Regions from separate parts of the Dromaius novaehollandiae genome. Here region 1 is linked to region 2. Evidence: chromatin contacts called from public Hi-C data. All regions are on one chromosome and are shown on one strand. The core of a region is the stretch at or near the end of the contact, and the rest is flanking DNA. Distances in the headings are between cores, read along the strand shown.

Region 1 (3,226 bases), core at 323-2,822, 480 kb before region 2:
TCTCACAAATTTCCTGGCTGATTTGGGACAGGTGACTTAAGGTAAGATTTTGAAAGATATTTTGATGCCTAAGATTTCCCATGGATTTCCATAGGATTCAAGGGACCTAAACAACTAAGCCCTGTCTCTAAGGACATATCTAGACTGATCAGAAAGATTTAAGCACGACTGTAAGACTGTGAAACCTCAACTATTTGGATTAGATGAGTAAATGCCAGTTTGTTCACATAAGAAGGACAAAAGCTCTCATCTGCATCACTAGCTGTGATGCAAGCTTCATTGTGGTTCAGAAAAAGGCAACGGCTACATATAGTCTGTAGAAGTGCCAAAACAGCTCTTTTAGCTGGCATGTATGCACCCTTGAAAATGACATAAAGCACCAAATTCAGTTTAAAATCAAGCTAGTGGTAGTCCTCACCATTTTTAGCAATCACTTAGAAACTTTTATCAAGAAATTAGATTCCAGACTCTTTTCAGCCTAAAGGCTTTCCAAACCACTTCTGACCCTCCCTGGAAGAAAACTCACCTGGCCATACAGTAGTTGAGAATAAGCAAATAAATAAGAATAAATAGAAAGAGCCTGATTTTATAGCGCACTGCCAGGACAACCCTGGAAATGAGGAGTCCTGTGTTCTGTTCCTTGCTTCAGGGATGATGAATATTCTTTCAGTTGAAGAATCACTGGATAAAATGCTTAAACAATACAGTAGGAAGACTGAGTGTGGCCTTATGCCACAGTTACTCATCTGTAAATAAAACAAGAAGTCTTGCCTTATCCTGCCCTTTGTCCATGTTGGCATCACAGTGACATTTTCAGAAAGGAAATTTTCAGGGCAGGGACAGCTCTTTGTAAAATGTGCGTGGATAGTGCTCAGCTTAATGAGGCCTGCTGTGTGCTGAAGACACTTTGCTCTTAGCTGCAGATCCAAGGACCTCTCCATTCAACACCCAAGAATAAAATCTCTGCTATGCCTCCTATTTTTTCTGGAAGGATCCAGAAACTCCTGACTGTAGCTACCTACCATGTTTCTAACCCCGTTCCTGCACGAAGTAAGGCAGCGAGCGAGCACAGCTGCCGTCTTCCTGCGTCAGCTGGGCTCATTGTCAGCAGAGAATCACCCCCGGGAGGTGCAGATGGTGTTTGCACTCCTGCACAGATGGGCCATGCTCATTTCTGCCCTGGCGTTCACTGGAGTCCACACGTAGAGGCTGCCCTAGGGTGGAACTGAACCGCGATGTCCCCTGGCCATCCTTGTCCCTCTCCTGTGCCCTTCATCTTCCTTGGCCATTCTGGTGCACCGTCTCCGCTGGACACAGGCACTGTCGTGGCTTCTGTGGCCCAAAACCCTTATGCAACAAACACTAAAACCCTTTGTTCTTAAAAGGTCGGTTCAGAAACCAGCAGCACCAGCAACAAAAGGACCACTAACCAGCTGTCAGGGTTGCAGATGAAAAAACAAATCCACAATTATTAAAAAACTGAGAGTGAAATACTGCAGTACAGTTGGATTTCAGTTTACTTCCCTTTACAACCCTGAGTAGCTTTCTGCCAGTATTTGTGAAGTTTCAAGAGGGGGAGCTAGTTAGCTGGTAGAGTCTAGGCTGTTACAAAAACTTCCTTGACAGAAGCTCATAGCTTTAAGATTTTAGGTGAAGCAGAATGAAAACCGAGTTCACAGCAACAGACTCATTCCTGAGAAGCGCTTTGTATGGCATTGCTACCCTTGCTTTCCCCATAAACCTGACTGATTATTGAAGATATCACATAGACACAGCATGAAAGCTGATTATGTCTTGACAAGCGAAAAAACATAAACAGAATTTTTAATCATGAGACACACAAATGAGCTTGTAAAAAGCTTGAGAATGTATAATACACAGATCTAAATAACCAAGGGAACATAAACTTACATGCAGAATGACCTGTGACTGAAATTCTTGCATCAAAGATTTTAACACAGTACAGAATTTCATGGTAGGAGTGTCAGGAAAGCAAAGTGGCTGATTTCTATGCAGACAAGAACTCTCACTTTTAGCTAGTAAGATGAAATGCATTCAGTTGTCCTTACAAAAGATGCAGGAGTCCTGGGCCTTTGCAGAGTGTTGTAACAATTTGCTCGTTACATGGAACAGCAAGTGATTTTTACAGCTCTTGCTGCCTTTGAATTTTTAGAACAAAGATCAAATGTAGTCCCTTTGTGTGGTTTATCTCTTCATTCGGTATTCTTCTTCCTTAGTTATAAACTCCCCACCCACACACACACCTGTGTGCTCGTCTGCCCTGGAGGTGCTGTAAGTGGCAGAGCCCTGACTTCTGCTCCTCTCTGGGCAAACATTCACATGAGCGTATGGCAGTGCACGCAGAAATGCTGCAACCCCTGTGAAAGAGCACACTGCAATGGCATGCAAGGCTGTATGCAAGACCACTGTTCTGCCCCCTGAATGCAGTATTCTACCTCTTGTAGACATACACTTTTAATTGAAAACAGTTTGGCAAAATTGACAGTTGTTAGCTCAGTCACTGGAAGTGTTCAGCAGGCTACAAGTATTATGCTGCATTTGTCCCGTCCAACTCCATCGAGCCAGGCAGTTCAAATGGCGAATGACTTCTATAAGCCCTTCTTCCCACCACGCTCTCAACTCTGCACATTGAGACCTGGCAGCAGCAGAGCTGTGAAAGGCCCATGTTGTGCTCAGTAAGTCACACATGGTGAGTCTTGCTCTAAAATCATGTTTGTTTCTCGTTCTTGCTACAAAGTGATATGGTGACAGGTCAGATCCCACTGCAAGGTAAGTGTTGCCAGACACTGACTCTCTTCCCCTTTATTCCATTTCTGACTCTAGCTCGCCTAAACAATGTTTCACGGCCAGAATTGTTTGCTGAGCTGAAGCGAGCAGCGTGTCACGCTGCTGTTGTCAACATCCCTCTGTGATTCTGCAGGGAGAAGCTCCGTCAGTTGATACACTATCTGTTGTTTGGATGGACAAATCTTCTACTCCCACAGTAAAACCAACACTATATGTGTCTCTTGCAGTGCATGCAATGTTGAAGTCAATGGGATTTTTGCCACTGGTTTCTCTTAATTCTTGAATTAGAATTGTAAAGCTACTGGTTCTAGGAATATGGGGAAAATCCCATAAAACTCCAGGATTTCATACTCTGGAAACACAAACCCCTATTTCTTCTATATTTGCATTATTTTATGTCTTCATTTTCATTCTGTTC
Region 2 (3,271 bases), core at 139-2,638:
CTTAACTGATTTTATAGATGTCATGTCTATGCTTGCTTTGAAATAAAGAAAAACGTACTTTAAGCATTCAGATGGTTATTATAATTGTTCTACGTGTAGAATCCCATATATATTAATTGTATATGAAAATCTACACTTTTATAAGTTTAACTTACGTGAAAAGATGGTTGGGAGATACATTGGTATGTTATAGAGCAATCGGTATGAGCTAAATATAGAAAAATGCAATTGACCTAAGCTTGAAAAAAAATTGCCATAATTTCTGCAGTTAAACAAAACCCCAACTTTTTCCTCTGGAATGTTTCTGCAGGATGTTTCATTGGCTGCAACCAAAAGCTGCAAAAAGTACAGCGTGCAGTAAGTATTCACATTTGTCACCAGAAACAATCTATGCATAATTAATTACAGTAACATGTCACATGCACTGATAGGATGCAGATGAACAGCCTTTCAAGGGTAATACATGTAAATGTACTTTCAATATGCACATTTGCCTAATGATTTCCAATTAATAGCATCATTTAAAATAGCCCTGTCCTCAGGAAACAGCAAGCAAACAGTGACTTCTTAGTCTGTCAGGGCTCTCTGAGCTCTCAGCCTTGTAGCAGTGTTCTGTCATTAGAGAGGAAAGTTCAAGTTGATTTTATGTTTATTTATGTTTTACACGTACATCTCCTGCCTAAATCTGGAGCCTACAGTGCTCTACTACTGAGCCTGACCATTGATGTATGCAGTCGTATTTTTAAATAGGCACTTTGAAAAGCTGCTTGATACTCTAATTCAAAGTGACTTTCAGGAAGTCTCAGCCTGCACCAACATCTTGTTATAGCAGTAAATATTACCTAGGTATATCATATTCTGCACACAGAATGCTTACAGCAACGCATTCCTCACTCCTTCAGTGCCTGCCCTTACAATCTGCATACGCTCGCCCCAGCCTCTCTTCTTGAGCCCTTATACTTGCAGGGTGTTTTTATTCCCACTTTAACTCTCCAAAACAGAGGGAAGAACGTTAGGAGGCTGTCTTTTATACGAGAGGGAGAAGTACAGAGGGAGAGGGCCGAGGGTTTTGTGACCGAACTCTGATCTCTGCGATCGCAATGTAAAAATGCCCATTTCATTCCTTCCTAAGTGCCTTTGTAAAACGTTCGCTGCGAGTCCGGGCTCGGCATTTACTGTACAGTATTTACTACCCTCAGCTGTGCCTGGCGCAGCCACACCTCCTTCCCCACATTGGCTCCGAACACGGAAGGCCCGAGCAGCCGCTTCGCTTGTATTTGTACCAGTGAGAGCGTCTCGGGGCCTGATGGACATGCTGCTGGCCTCCAATGGCAGCGAGCACAGGCTGGATTTGGCAGCTCCTGCGCCTGCAGTATAAAAGCCGGCACGAGCAGCTTACCGCTTCATTCTGCGCTCAGGCAGCTGCTTAGAGAGGAAAGGCAGAGAGGCAGAGAAGCAAGCGGAGAGCGAGCTCCCACAGTGTTTCTGTGCGCTGGAACTGCTCTCTCCATCTGTCTTTCAGCATGAAAGCTTTCAGTCCTGTAAGATCTGTCAGGAAAAACAGCCTCTCGGAGCACAACCTAGGCATATCCCGGAGCAAAACCCCCGTGGATGATCCTATGAGTTTGCTGTACAACATGAATGACTGCTACTCCAAACTGAAAGAGCTAGTGCCCAGCATCCCTCAGAACAAGAAAGTAAGCAAGATGGAAATCCTGCAGCATGTCATCGACTACATTCTGGACCTGCAGATCGCCTTAGATTCACATCCCAGTATTGTCAGTCTCCATCACCAGAGACCAGGACAAAATCCTTCTTCGAGAACTCCTCTGACCACCTTAAACACAGACATCAGCATCCTGTCGTTACAGGTAAATGACCTCTCCGTAGCTGCCCTGTTTCTGTCCGCTGACCTAGATACGGTATTTTAAGTCAATGTTAGAACTGTCTTTAATGCAGAACGTGGCCAACCTGAGTAATGGTTACTGAAGACAGAGGGCTAGATTAAAATGTATGGAAATTCCAGCAAAACTGCCACTACCTCTGCTAGCCATTGTTACGAGTCTGTATCAAAACATGTCATGAGTGAAGAACTTCACGATCCAGAGTACTTTTTCTGCTTTTTTGACTGCTAAGACATTTAACACTGCTCTGTTTTGTTGTATTTTCTCCTTGCAGGCATCTGAATTCCCCTCAGAACTAATGTCAAATGACAGCAAAGCACTTTGTGGCTAAATCAAACGGTGAGTAAAGTGAGCCTTATTTTTAAACTTCAGATGAAAGTGCTTCCATTCAGAATGGAAAAATTCTGTTTATGAGGCTGTTACTATTTTTAAAAAGTCTATCATAAAAGTTGATTAGGATATGCCTTTATAACCAGCAATCCAACCATTAAAATTAGATTAATAATGGAGTCTGATAGTCCAAAGTATATTTTGGTTTCTAAGGATAATTAAGCAGCACAGACTGTTTGCTCTGATACTACTCACTGCTCAATGCCAATTCTCTGGTTATCTGTTTCTGAAGTCTTAACTTCCCGGGCCAGAGTGACTGATTAAGTTGGGAAACTTGGCACAGTTTCTTAAATTTTGTGATGTGGGATTGTCTACACTATCAGTTAAATAAATGACTGCTTTTAATCAAATAATTGCTGTAAGAGGCAGACTGGCGCCTCTGAGCAGTGCATTTACAGAGATCTAAATAGAGATTGGACTGAGAATCCCCTTTCTATCCTTTCCATTGAGTGTATGTTTTTTTAATGTTCAATTTGTGCTCTTGAGAGTGAGTGTGTGAGCGTGTATGTGTTGCATCTGGACGCCAGGGTTTGCCCAATCTTTGAGTGTTTGGTTAAATGTTCAAACTGTGGCTTCCTCTCTGGCGCCAGTCTGTCCGGATCTCTGCCCTGTTAGCATTCTCCTAAATACGCCTCTTTTCAATCTTTTGCAGGTGTTCCACTGATGAGATTTTTTTTTTTTTTGCACAAGAAAATATCTACAGGATTTTTTTTTTTGAGGTGCTGAATTTATTTTTCAGCTGTGTCTGGAGGGGGAATCCACATCTAAAAGGACCTTTTAAAATTAATACAGAAGAAAAATCAAGATTGATCTTTATCCCCACCCCATTCTTCAACTTGGACTGAACCTAGTTATTTATGAAGAGACTCTTAAATACCCTTTCCCTAGTTGGAAGGCTTCCTTTATATACTATTCCCAACGTGGGGAGCGAAACAAAATCTCACAAGGAGTTGCCCATTTTAAGCAGACTTTGCCTT

Evidence for each region. Hi-C and Micro-C count contacts between places; a contact is called where the count stands out from the background.
Region 1: a contact with region 2 is called in a Hi-C map of brain, with 5 times the contacts expected there. The contact joins the enhancer-like site here to the promoter of ID2 in region 2. A contact is called at or near these places in 3 of 4 Hi-C or Micro-C datasets (brain, liver and ovary).

What each region holds. Positions count from the first base shown.
Region 1 is chr3:18,460,322-18,463,547 of bDroNov1.hap1, reverse strand. No RefSeq gene overlaps it. Among named protein-coding and RNA genes, the nearest start is that of RNF144A, 370 kb to the left of the region's middle. Within about 2 kb of position 1,572, at least 1 of the 2 cell types and tissues checked has open chromatin away from gene starts, as enhancers often do.
Region 2 is chr3:17,975,463-17,978,733 of bDroNov1.hap1, reverse strand. ID2 (inhibitor of DNA binding 2) reads left to right here and starts at 1,388. Exons shown (of 3, transcript XM_026097234.2): 1 at 1,388-1,871; 2 at 2,179-2,243; 3 at 2,947-3,271. The coding sequence starts at 1,524. The coding sequence ends at 2,235.